Regions from separate parts of the Mus musculus genome. Here regions 2, 3 and 4 are each linked to region 1. Evidence: chromatin contacts called from public Hi-C data. All regions are on one chromosome and are shown on one strand. Each heading gives the region's core, a stretch centred on a gene start, on an enhancer-like site or on the middle of the called end of the contact. The rest is flanking DNA. Distances are from core to core; before and after follow the strand shown. Region 1 has its middle 56 kb from the start of Slc25a24. Region 2 overlaps Vav3 (vav 3 oncogene). Region 3 overlaps Vav3 (vav 3 oncogene). Region 4 has its middle 33 kb from the start of Vav3.

Evidence for each region. A called contact is a pair of places that touch in the nucleus more often than the background predicts.
Region 2: a Hi-C map of bone marrow-derived macrophages shows a contact between it and region 1, with 23 read pairs. The contact joins two enhancer-like sites. A contact is called at or near these places in 10 of 484 Hi-C or Micro-C datasets (bone marrow-derived dendritic cells, bone marrow-derived macrophages, cerebral cortex and 7 more) and 5 of 115 datasets of contacts at active chromatin or transcription factors (CD8 T cells, acute myeloid leukemia, cardiomyocytes and 2 more).
Region 3: a Hi-C map of bone marrow-derived macrophages shows a contact between it and region 1, with 21 read pairs. The contact joins two enhancer-like sites. A contact is called at or near these places in 1 of 15 datasets of contacts at CTCF or cohesin (stem cell-derived epiblast-like cells) and 6 of 484 Hi-C or Micro-C datasets (adipose-derived mesenchymal stem cells, bone marrow-derived macrophages, cerebral cortex and 3 more).
Region 4: a contact with region 1 is called in a Hi-C map of the C2C12 cell line, with 2.3 times the contacts expected there. The contact joins two enhancer-like sites. A contact is called at or near these places in 6 of 484 Hi-C or Micro-C datasets (the C2C12 cell line, CD4 T cells, bone marrow-derived macrophages and 2 more) and 4 of 115 datasets of contacts at active chromatin or transcription factors (embryonic stem cells, fibro-adipogenic progenitors, neural progenitor cells and 1 more).

The regions. Positions count from the first base shown.
Region 1 is chr3:109,177,388-109,180,408 of GRCm38.p6, reverse strand. No RefSeq gene overlaps it. Among named protein-coding and RNA genes, the nearest start is that of Slc25a24, 56 kb to the right of the region's middle. Within about 2 kb of position 1,573, at least 50 of the 459 cell types and tissues checked have an H3K27ac peak or open chromatin away from gene starts, as enhancers often do. A contact at or near this core is called in the C2C12 cell line, bone marrow-derived macrophages, neural progenitor cells and 1 more, where this site is marked.
Region 2 is chr3:109,417,888-109,420,908 of GRCm38.p6, reverse strand. The region is part of intron 1 of Vav3 (vav 3 oncogene); the gene reads right to left. Among named protein-coding and RNA genes, the nearest start is that of Vav3, 79 kb to the right of the region's middle. Within about 2 kb of position 1,393, at least 5 of the 459 cell types and tissues checked have an H3K27ac peak or open chromatin away from gene starts, as enhancers often do. A contact at or near this core is called in bone marrow-derived macrophages, where this site is marked.
Region 3 is chr3:109,399,259-109,402,279 of GRCm38.p6, reverse strand. All of the region lies in intron 1 of Vav3 (vav 3 oncogene), which reads right to left. Among named protein-coding and RNA genes, the nearest start is that of Vav3, 60 kb to the right of the region's middle. Within about 2 kb of position 1,414, at least 12 of the 459 cell types and tissues checked have an H3K27ac peak or open chromatin away from gene starts, as enhancers often do. A contact at or near this core is called in bone marrow-derived macrophages, where this site is marked.
Region 4 is chr3:109,306,086-109,309,106 of GRCm38.p6, reverse strand. No RefSeq gene overlaps it. Among named protein-coding and RNA genes, the nearest start is that of Vav3, 33 kb to the left of the region's middle. Within about 2 kb of position 1,531, at least 43 of the 459 cell types and tissues checked have an H3K27ac peak or open chromatin away from gene starts, as enhancers often do. A contact at or near this core is called in the C2C12 cell line, neural progenitor cells and pancreatic cancer cells, where this site is marked.

The sequences.
Region 1 (3,021 bases), core at 324-2,823:
TATCCCTGAATTAGAGAAATGAGTTAGAACAAAAAAAGCTGGAGGTCACGAAAAAGGACATGCTCAGGTAACAGAGGAAAAAAAGACACAGCATCAAGGACAGCCCGCAGGTTCTTAGTGTGTAAATGGCTGTGTCTATAAGAGTTCAGCAGGAGGTGGCAACATGGGCCAGAAGGGAGAGCTGAGGTATTCAAAAGACCCCGGGTAATAGGAAGCCTGTGGTTCTGAGCTGCCAGACTGAGGGTTGGAAAACTGAGGGTAATTGCCAGAGCCTGTAGGGTGACACTGAATGACAGAATTAAGAAGTGATCACTGGGAGAGGGCAATGGCTAACCTCTTCTCTCCCCAGGACCTGAGCATCCACTTCAGAAGTCAGGGATGAAGTCCCGAAATACAGCACACAGTGGCCCACGCCCACATCCAAACTCAACCTATCCTCCACAAACATGTCTGTTTAAACTCTACAGGCTGAGACTGCTTCAGAGATAAAAGGTGGAAATGTGTTGCCCTGCATTAGAGTCTCTGGCATCCGTGTGCTTAATCGTCAATGTTTTCAATTAAATCATGAGGAAATAATTATGCAAACTGTAATTTCACCATCCACGGGGAAATGATCAGTGTGTTGCCCTTGAGGGGTTTATGCCAGGGCATCTAAAAGCCTTAGATAAGGAACTAATTTAATTTTGCTTCCCCTCGTGCTAACATTTCATACTCCAGGGTAATATATACAAAATATGGAAAACATGCCTGGTCTCTAGGTCAGGAATATCAATGTGCTTAGCAATGAGCAGGAAGACAGCTTTCATATTGCTTCACTTCTCACATCACTAACATTCTTTCTTGTGTGTTAATCTCTTTCATTCTTAGAGATAATAGGGATGCAAGAAACGGATCTAAAAACTAAACTACATGCAAGGCAAAGTGTGCCTTGGGAAGAGTGTTGTTTTTAAGTGTGTGTCACTGAACTTACAACACTTCAACTTATAGAACTGAATTGCTGAGTGAATCGTTTCAGTGAATCTCACCTATCCAAGCGTCACCAGTGGCAGCACAGGGACCCTAGGGACCTACACTCTCCAATCTATCCCTTTTCAAAAAAAAACAAACAACAAAAAAAGAAAACAACCAAAAGAAAAAGAAAAAAACAAGAATTGTCTCTAAATTTTAACTCTCTATATTTAAGCCTCCCTCTGTTACTGTATCTGGCTTTACCCTCTCTCCTTGATTGGTTTTTCTCAAGTTTATAAATCTGCCACCCTTCAGACATACACTCCCTGCTCTGATCAGGCCTCTCTCTCAAGCTCTCTCCTCCCTTTCTTTCCTTCATAGCCAAAAAACTATTGAAGGACTGTCTCCCCTCACCATCCACAATTCCTTCCTTCCTTCCCTTTGTTCCTTAGTCCACTGCCATCTGGAGCCTGCGGCTGCCACTCCAGGAAACTGCTTTGGAAATCACTCAAGATGTCAGTCCTGGAAAAACCAAAGGAACCCGTCTTTTGGGGACATGTGTGCTGACTCATTCCTTGACGATGTGATACACGCCCATTCAGTGTATCTTCCCTGCACAGTCTTTGTAGCTGACACTTCGCATTTATGAGCTATGAACACTGAAGCCATGAAGGGTGAGCTGGCTGATCTGGAGAGGAGCAAAAGAGAGGCACAGGTGTCACCAAGATCTCGCAGTCATCATCCCAGTGCAGAAGGCTTGTATTTCCTTCTTTCACTTATTCATTCAACACCTATTTGTCAAGCACAAATTGTGTGTCATAATGTGCTTGGCACACTGAAGACATCGATATGAGAGAGGAGAGTATGGAAGCTGCTTTCTTTCTGTCCTGCCTCCAGCCTGCTGCGCCTTGCCTTCTTCATTCAGTTCCCAGATAAAAGACACACACACACAACCTTTATATTTACAGTAAACCTTAATCAGCACTAGAGCTGGGCAGCTATCTACCCTCTATGCTATTAGACTCTACTTTCCTATCAATAACTCCAAATTATTACATACTATGTTTCATCTGGGCTGCTCTTAACTCCAATTGGCCAGCCCTCAGAGCCACGTTTTCATGGCTCACCTAACATATGGCAGCTTCTCCTTCCTCCTCCACCTTCTTCTCCCCTAGTGGTTCTTCTTAACCCCAAGCCCAGGAATCTTATGTCTCTTCTGCCCAAAGATGCTGACATCTTTATTTACCAATCAGAAATAACTTAGGGGCGGGTCACAAAGCATCACTTGGGTCTATCTATGGGCAGACCCCAGGTCTTAGGGGTGTGCTCTTAGTATTACAATAGACAGCAACACCAACATCAACACCAGCCACCTGCCTCCAGCCTCCCTTTCCCTTGGGAAGAGGTAGCAGATCATGTGATTCCTTTTGTCTAAACTCCACCCCCTGTCCTTTCAGGAAACATTCTCTGAGCACGGTGTGTAACTGACAGCAATCTATTTTTCTTTTTAAATCTATTTTATCTTTAATTATATATATATATTTGAGTATCTATGTAGGTATGCGCACATGAGTACAGGTGCCTATAGCATCCAGAAGAGAAGGTCAGAACCCCAGGGACTGAAGTTACAGTGGTTATGAAAACATAAGTATTGGGAACTGCAACTCAGGTCCTTTGTAAGAATAATATGGGCACTTAACCACTGAGTCATCCATCCAGCCTCTTAGTCTGTCTGTCTAAGGAAAACTGTTGCCATTCTCCCAAGTGAGCCACACAGCACAACTGTGATTTCCCAGAATGCACTCTTTGTTTTTACCCATCCTCTGGATATAAAACATGCTCTTCTTCTTTCTAAGACTAAACAGAACATCCGTTTCCCTCATCATGCCTTATTCACACCCCCTGCACCCTGTTCTCACAGCTTATCAACATGTCCCAGCTCCTATCGTGCCTTTATATTAAATTAGTCCTCCTTCCTTTCAGCATTCCTAGTAAATGAGCTCTAGGAACAACCCAGTGTGATGTGTATCCCTGAGCATGCTGATCCCTTGAGAATCTCTGATGTTCTGTTAT
Region 2 (3,021 bases), core at 144-2,643, 240 kb before region 1:
CTTCGCAAGTTCAATTCTATTCCGATCCACAAGTGTTTGCTGGATCCCAACAAAGTCACTCGTGTGCTCTTGCTTTTCCAGCAATTCACTAGCCTGATTACTCTGTTTAATACCTGGTTTTAGCCAACTGTTTTTGAATGCCTGCAATATCATAGATACTGGAAAAGCTAAAAGGCTCTGCTTTAAGCGTTTCTAGTAATACTCCTGGGAGATCTTCATAGTGCTTCAAAATTTGGCTGAAAGCACTAGGCTCTGCATGCACTCTGGACTCCCAAGTGTTCTGCTGTGGGCAAAAACAGGAGCAGAGTGGAGGGACAGAGGAAGGGGGCTGTGGCATCATTATGGAGGTCCCAAACACAGCTGAGCCCACCAGACACCCTGCTCCTTCACGTATTCACTCCTTTGATTCTATTCAGTTTCCAGTTTAAGAAATCCAGCACAAAGGCTGAAAGAATAATATACCTACACCGTGTACTTCCACCTATTCCACACTCACAACAGCTCTGTGTGTGCTTTCGTGTGCATGGCCGTTACCGCAAAAAACATTCTGTCTGTGCTGTGAAAAGGAGGGTGCAGACAGGGGTATTCCCTCCTAAATCACTCAGCATGTGTCTCTTAGAGGTTAGAATGTTCCCCTGTGTACCAATAACATCAGGACACATAAAAAAACCACTTCTCATATTATTTTCAGACTTGATTTTAAAGAGAATTAGCAATTAATGCCTATTAGCTATTCAAATTTCTACCATTCCAACCTCAATCTCTTTTTATAACGTTTTCACCCAAGCTAAGATCTACTCCAGTGGTTTCCAAAGCAATTTATTTTTAATTTTTTTCAAAAACAATTTTATTAGATATTTTATTCATTTACATTTCAAATGCTATCCCAAAAGTTCCCTATACCCTCGCCATTCCATGCTCGCCAGCCCACCCACTCCCACTTCCTGGCCCTGGCATTCCCCTGTACTGGGGCATATAATCTTCGCAAGGCCAAGGGCCTCTCCTCTCATTGATGTTCCACAAGGCCATTCTCTGCTACATATGCAGCTAGAGATATGAGCTCTGGGGTTACTGGTTAGTTCATATTGTTGTTCCTCCTATAGGGTTGCAGACCCCTTCAACTACTTGAGTAATTTCTTTACCTCCTCCATTGGGGGCCCTGTGTTCCATCCAATAGGTGACTGTGAGCATCCACTTCTGTATTTGCCAAGCAGGGGCATAGCCTCAAAAGAGATAGCTACATCAAGGTGCTGTCAGCAAAATCTTGCTGGCATATGCAGTAGTGTTTGGGTTTGGTGGCTGTTTATGGGATGGATCCCTGGGTAGGGCAGTCTCTTGATGGTCCTTCATTCCGTCTCAGCTCCACACATTGTCTATGTAACTCCTTCCATGGGTATTTTGTGCCCAGTCATAGGAGGAACAAATTATCCACACTTTGGACTTCCTTCTTCTTGAGTTTCATGTGTTTTGTGAATTGTATCTTGGGTATTCTAACTTTCTGAGCTAATATCCACTTATCAGTGAGTGCATATCAAGTGACTTCTTTTGTGATTGGGTTACCTCACTCAGGATGATATCCTCAGATCCATCCATTTGCCTAAGAATATCATAAATTCATTGTTTTTAATAGCTGCTTAGTACTCCATTCTGTAAATGTACTACATTTTCTGTATCCATTCTTCTGTTGAAGGACAGCTGGGTTCTTTCCAGCTTATGGCTATTATAAATAAGGCTATTATGAACATAGTGGAGCTTGTGTTCTTATTACAAGTTGGAATATCTTCTGGGTATATGCCCAGGAGAGGTATTGCAGGATCCTCCAGTAGTACTATGTTAAATTTTCTGAGGAACCACCAGACTGATTTCCAGAGTGGTTGTACCAGCTTGCAATCCCAACAGCAATGGAGGAGTGTTCCTCTTTCACCACATCCTCAACAGCATCTGCTGTCACCTGAATTTTTGATCTTAGCAATTCTGACTGGTGTGAGGTGGAATCTCAGGGTTGTTTTGATTTGCATTTCCCTGATGATTAAGGATGTTGAACATTTTTCAGGTGCTTCTCAGACATTTGGTATTCCTCAGTTGAAAATTCTTAGCCGGGCGGTGGTGGTGCATGCCTTTAATGCCAGCACTTGGGAGGCAGAGGCAGGCAGATTTATGAGTTCGAGGCCAGCCTGGTCTACAAAGTGAGTTCCAGGACACCCAGGGCTATACAGAGAAACACTGTCTCAGAAAGAAAGAAAGAAAGAAAGGAAGGAAGGAAGGAAGGAAGGAAGGAAGGAAGGAAGGAAGGAAGGAAGGAAGGAAGGAAAAAAAGAAAAAAAGAAAAGAAAAAGAAAATTCTTTGTTTAGCTCTGTACCTCATTTTTAATAGGGTTATTTGATTTTCTGGAGTCCAGATTCTTGAGTTATTTGTGTATATTGGATATTAGTCCCCTATCTGATTTAGGATTGGTGAAGATCCTTTCCCAATCTGTTGGTGGCCTTTTTGTCTTATTGACAGTGTCTTTTGCCTTACAAAAGCTTTGCAATTTTATGAGGTCCCATTTGTTAATTCTCAATCTTACAGCACAAGCCAATGCTGTTCTGTTCAGGAATTTTCCCCTGTGCCCATATCTTTGAGGCTTTTCTCCACTTTCTCCTCTATAAGTTTCAGTGTCTCTGGTTTTATGTGGAGTTCCTTGATCCACTTAGACTTGGGCTTTGTACAAGGAGATAAGAGTGGATAAATTTGAATTCTTCTACAGGATAACTGCCAGTTGTGCCAGCACCATTTGTTGAAAATGCTGGCTTTTTCCCTCTGGATGGATTTAGCTCCTTTGTCAAAGATCAAGTGACCATAGGTGTGTGGGTTCATTTCTGGGTCTTCAATTCTATTCCATTGATCTAACTGTTGGTCGCTGTACCAGTACCATGCAGTGTTTTTTTTAATCACAATTGCTCTGTAGTACAGCTTTAGGTCAGGCATGGTGACTCCAACAGAGGTTCTTTTATCCTTGAGAAGAGTTTTTGCTATCCTAG
Region 3 (3,021 bases), core at 165-2,664, 220 kb before region 1:
TGGAGATGATAAAAGTATGCTCATGACTTTAAGTGAAGAGCACGCAGACTGAAATTGCTGTTCTCCCTGAAGGAGGGTTTTTAAAAGCTTCCTAGATTACCTGTTTGCCTGAGATACTGTTTTCTACATATGAATCCTGATGGCATCTTATTTTACCCAGCACATAAAAGCTTATTACAGAGTACCAAAAGTATAGTCATATACATACACTAATACAAAGAGCCTAAGGCAAGCTGGGACAGCAGACAGTATCAGCCATCCAATCAACTCACTCACTAAGCATCATTTTCCAGAGCCTCCCCAGTTCTGTGCAAAGTAACGAATAGTATGGCCCACTGTGTTCAACGACCTTACATCATACTGCAGGAGAGAGATGGGAAATTATCCCAATACATTTTGATAAATGCCATTACAGTGTGTTCTCATGGTTACCAAGGCACAGTAACACACATTCCTGGAAAGGTGCAAGAAGCAGGCAACCACAATTAACCCCTGGAGAGAGCGAGTTCAATCGTAGGCCTTTCTAAGGCAATATGAGGTACTGAGGTTGAATAAGGTTCTTAGTAGTGTTTCTTCATTATCCCCTTCGGATCTTATGAAATAGCCATTGCGTCCATGTGCTAGGTAAGCTATAAATAGTAGGAAAGGTGACGTAACTTGCCTAAAGCCAAGCTAATAACTGGTAAAAATATGACCAGAAGACAGATCAAAAGTCTAACTTGGCTGCTTTGGGTTTTCCCAGAGCAGATGTGCAATTAACACAGTCTGGCTTTTGTCTGCATCATGACTGGTGTGATCTCAGTTTTCTGAAACTTGACCTTGTCAAGACTCTCCTTGGGTCTTTTGAGTATATTTTCCCTCTAAACAAGCAATAGTACAGACTACTTGCAGAATACTTCTTATGATCAGCCAGCACCTAACTAAAATCGCTTCTGCTTCCTGCACATTTCTAGAAACTCAAATCAATGCTGGAATCATTGCAAAGTACAATTGATAAAGATATTTTAATAATTTGAAACAATTAGACATGAATAAAGATCCCTTGGTGACAAGTTATGACATTTAGGTGATCCACTGGAAACTAACACGCTATGTGGAGTGAAAACCTAATATAGTGTATTTATAAGTACACTATACAACAGCACATACCTACCACTGCATACATATGTAATGCCGGCTGTCCGTTCTTCTGAAATGTCAGCAGCAATGGTTGAAAGCTATCAATGTCCTACCTACAAATTCTTTAACGTTTAACAGATAGAGAGGAGAGAATTTTTTTCTTCTGAATTAAAAATGAAATGCTATACCTTATAAAGCCTACACTGTGAGTGGAACACACTGTACTGGTCCCACCAGTGGACTGGAGTCAAGATAAGTCCCTAACCCATGAGAAGAGGCTGATGCAGATAATCTCCTTGCCTCTAAACCACAAGCAGAAAAATGCTAAAATAAGCAGTGTGGTTGATACTGTATTTCCCTTCATTTCCTGCAAATGGCCTTCTGAAATAGCTATCTTCATCATGACATGTCATGACATCATGGCCTGCAACAGGTACGGCTCCAGCATCAAGTTACAACCTCCTAATAATGACTTTGCAGTCTCTGATACCTGACCCAGACTCACATCTAACATAGAACTCCTCCTGGCAATGCTGTTGTGCAATTAAGCTCCCAGGAAAACAGAGCCCACAAGTTCTTCCCTCACTTACATTGTTAATAAATGCATATCTTTGCCCATTGTTTTATGTAAATAAGGCTTTCAAACAACACATCAGCCTTATGCCAGAAACTCACAGTCAACAACTGTGTCACCCTCTTACAAACTTAAATCAAACATTAACAAGATGTGATGTCCTGTGAATAAAGAATATTAGGCTATAAATGTTTAAGAGGCCAAACAACCCTAGGAAAATGTGAATAGAAAAGCTGGCAACTAGACCAGAGAAAAATCATTAGAACAGGCTGGGCACCTGCTGTGTCCCAGACTCTGTAGATAACAATTTCATCGGAAACAAGCAATTCTCCACACATACCCCATGACCTACTAGTTATGATCTTTGATCTACGATTCTGAAAATATGCACCATAACAGCAGAGAGCACCATAACATGTCATGGGGACAGTGTAAGGCTATTTGGTATTTCCAAAGGCACCGCAAGAATATTCAACATCTGTCAGATAGCACAGTCTGCCAGCAGGAATCACCACGCAGTTCCAGTAGAAGGTCACTGAATTCCTTTGGGGGACATATTTTTCTGAATTTGGACATTAGAAACAGCTATGATATTCAAGTAATTACAGAACACTTGGTGTAGAAAAGCAAATAAGGGTAACACTGTTCTAAGATGCACATGCAGTTGTGCATTACTGGTTAAACAGAATAGGTAAGGCAGAGACATAAATGTTCTAAGAACTACTAAAGCTTGAATATCACTAGGGGACATGAGGCCAGACCAGGGGTCAAGTAAAAATTTGATCTGCTCTTCTGTGATGCTCTCAGTATGTCTAAAGGGTAATTGGTAACTGAATGTACAGTAGCATTTTATCCCTGTAATACAGAGAGATATAATTGTTACCATATTTTTTTTCATTCTTACATCAAGTTTGCTCATCTTTTATCCTGTGTCATTTGTCTAAATATGGTAACTGCTTTTGTAAGCAATTATGTGATGTTTATTTCATATCTGGGATGAACAACCTTTCCACTTTCTATAACACTCCTTTTCCATCCTCTATTGCCACATAGAGAAGCACTGCTAGTAATACAACATAACAGATTTCTAGTTGAAATTTCTCTATAATTTAAAACTGTAAGCAGACTGTGATTATTATTTTTCTCTGGCATTCAGTGCATTTTAGAATACTCTAAGGTCTTACATGTTTAAACCTTCAAGAAAACATTTGTCCCCAAAGCCATGAGTTGTTAAACAAAACTTTCAGTGTCAGGTATGAAATATCTCCCACTATGACCTGTTGGTCAAGGATGTCCCATAGGCCCCCACACCCAAACAATACCAATTA
Region 4 (3,021 bases), core at 282-2,781, 130 kb before region 1:
AGTGTTGTCTCCCACATCAACCAAGGCAACATTAGACACAGCGGCAATTAACTGGTCTCATTTGAAGCCAGAATATAACCTAAGGGAGAAATTACAGTTCGTTTGGATAGCTGCACTTCATTGTTTAAAACATAAAAATTCCTAAATGTGCTTTTTTAGAATGCTCCCATCCAGTTGTTTTTACATCAACAAAAAGCCTCATTGGAAACAAAGCTGGAAGTTACCCTGCCGTGGCAAATTGAAGATGACTGGTGGGAAGTTAGCTAAGATCCTGCCTCCCTCTGCAAAGGTCCCGAAAGGAACCTGGGTGTTCCTTTCCAGTGGCTTTATACACAAAACTTTTTGGGAACAAAACCCATCTTGGGTGCACAGATAAGAAAACAAGGCGACTGTTTTCTAAGAGTCTCACATCCAGCCTGAGTACTTATCAAACAGGAAGCTTTCAGAGGCTACTATCACAGGGCCAGCTGTTGTAGGGGCTTGGAATCAGATGTCCCTCACTTGTTTGCAGCCATCACATGATAGAGCTAGAAGGACATTGTTCCTAATAAAGAAATTTTCAAATTTATATTACTGTCTTTAGATCCACGGTGTCTGACACATAACAGGTATAGCACACAATAAATGTTTGCTTTTAAACGTCGCCATTTTCTCTTTGTGAAAGACACACTTGAATTTAACTTCTAGTGGATCCCATCTCAAACTACTCAATATAAAGTATTCTACCTTGGTAGTTCTCGCTCCAGAATTCTAGGAGTAGGACTGTAGTACAAAAGAGCGATTATAGAGCAGAAAAGTAAACTTTTTTGATTGAGCTAGTGGGAGAAAATCAACATTGTTTGAAATTTGTATTGCTGTTTGGTGGTCGTGGGGTTCTTCACAGCTTTTTAATATTCCCTAACTCAAAGATGGTAAAGTATGAAAGACAGACAACATACCGACTCACAAAGGGTGCGACCTTTGTGGGGAGATGCCCCTGGTCTCAGTGGCTAGCCACCAGCCAGAGAAACCTGAGTGCTAGGCCTTTAGGTATTGCTCCATCCCACCGTGCCTTCACACTTCGGATGGAAACACAGGTATCAGAGATTCTCAGTGCCTCGTTCTTTTCTGTCGCCTCATAACTCTGTGGATGGAAATTTTATTACCCCATTTCACAGCTGTGATAACTGGCTCAGAGGGGTGAAGCAATTTGTATAATATCACAGAGGTGCTGATCAGCAGCTCTGAGTCCCAACCGGCTTCTCTGGGCTCTTGGATAACTAATGTGTGTTTTCTAGTAAAAAATCTTAGCCTCTTGTAAAAGTCCAAGAAGCTTCGTAACTAAGAGAGGTAATGGCCTGCACAGTTTGTACTTCTGATACAAACCAAACCACGGCTGAAAGAGACAAAGCCGGAGCCAAAAACAATGATTCACTGCCTACCTTGTGAAAGACACTAGTAATTCTGGGTCAAAGTCTAATGAACGGATGTGCGCATAGCAATTAGCTGTGCGGGCACCCTGGCTAGCAATCTTGGCAGAACAGCTCTGATTGTCATAGTAACTGGACTCTTCTCTGCCCTGCAGGAGAATTCCACGTGGCTGATGCAGGATAGAGCAGCCTATCAAGGGCTCCCCTTTCTCCCTGAAGCTGGAATTCTGCCCCTTAACACTTCCTGCAAGAAATAATTCAGGGAGGGTCAGATGGGATGACAAATACAGGGACATCACTGGTCAATCATTTCAACCACTGTGAAATGTCTGATAACAGCTCACAATGCCAAAAACGGTGAGGAAGTTGACTCAGCCAGTCAAGTGTTTGCCATATATGAGGACCTGAGTTCGAGCCCCCAGAACCCATGTAAGACCACATACTTATGGGAGGTGGAAATAGGCAGGTCCCTGGGGCTTACTGGCCAACCAGCTTAGCCAAAACAGCAAGCTCAGGGTTCAGTACAAGACTCTGTATCAAATTAAAAAAAAAAAAAGTAGGTGGTGATTGAAAACAACTGACATTCACCTCAAATTTCCATATCCATGTTCACACACATGCATATACATACCTACATGTACACACGCACACACACACACACACCTTAAAACGGACCAGGTAAAATCAACTCTGTTCATTTCCTTCTCTCCACTAAGAAGACTCATCACTTATAACCAAGGAGAGTAATATCAGTGAAACCTCCAACACGTCCCATTACTACACTGCTTCAGTTCAAAACCTTAAAGAACGGGACAAAGCATTATTACCCTAATTAGCAGTCTCCTTGAGTCACCTACTGTATATATATGTCTAAGAAGACAAGAGGTAGGAAACAAAAATTGACAGAATGACTAATACAAGCTGAGCATTTTATTTCAATCGCACAACTCTAAGCTCTATGTATCACCTCGATTTTGTAAGAAGCAAACCAGGGTTCAGAGAAAAAAACCAGCCCTCTGTCTCACAGACAGTGTGGCTTCAAAGCCAGGCCTCTCCAACTCTAAAACCTTCGGTCTTTTTGTTCTCAAAGTTCACTTGCATTTACTTTGTTCCAAATGCATCTACATTTAGAATCACTGTGTGTTACAGTCAGCATTCCATGACTATGATAAACTACCTGAGGTCATTAATTTTTTTTTTAAAAGAAAGGGTTTGAGGGATGGAGAGATGACTCAGTGGTTATGAGGAGTTGCTGTTCTTGCAGAGTTCCCAGCACCCATACAACAGATCAAAACTATTTGTAATGCCAGTTCTGGGGAAGCTGACACCCTCTTCTACTCTCCATTGTCCTAGGCAGGCACATGATGCACATGGAAGCATGCAAGCAAAATGCTCAGACACACAAAATAAAAATAAATAAACTTCCTTTTTAAATAAAGATTTATTTATTTATTTATTTATTTATTATATGTAAGTACACTGTAGCTGTCTTCAGACACCCTAGAAAAGGGAATCAGATCTCATTACAGATGGTTGTGAGTCACCATGTGGTTGCTGGGATTTGAACTCAGGACCATCGTAAGAGCAGTTAGTGCTCTTAACCACCAAGCCA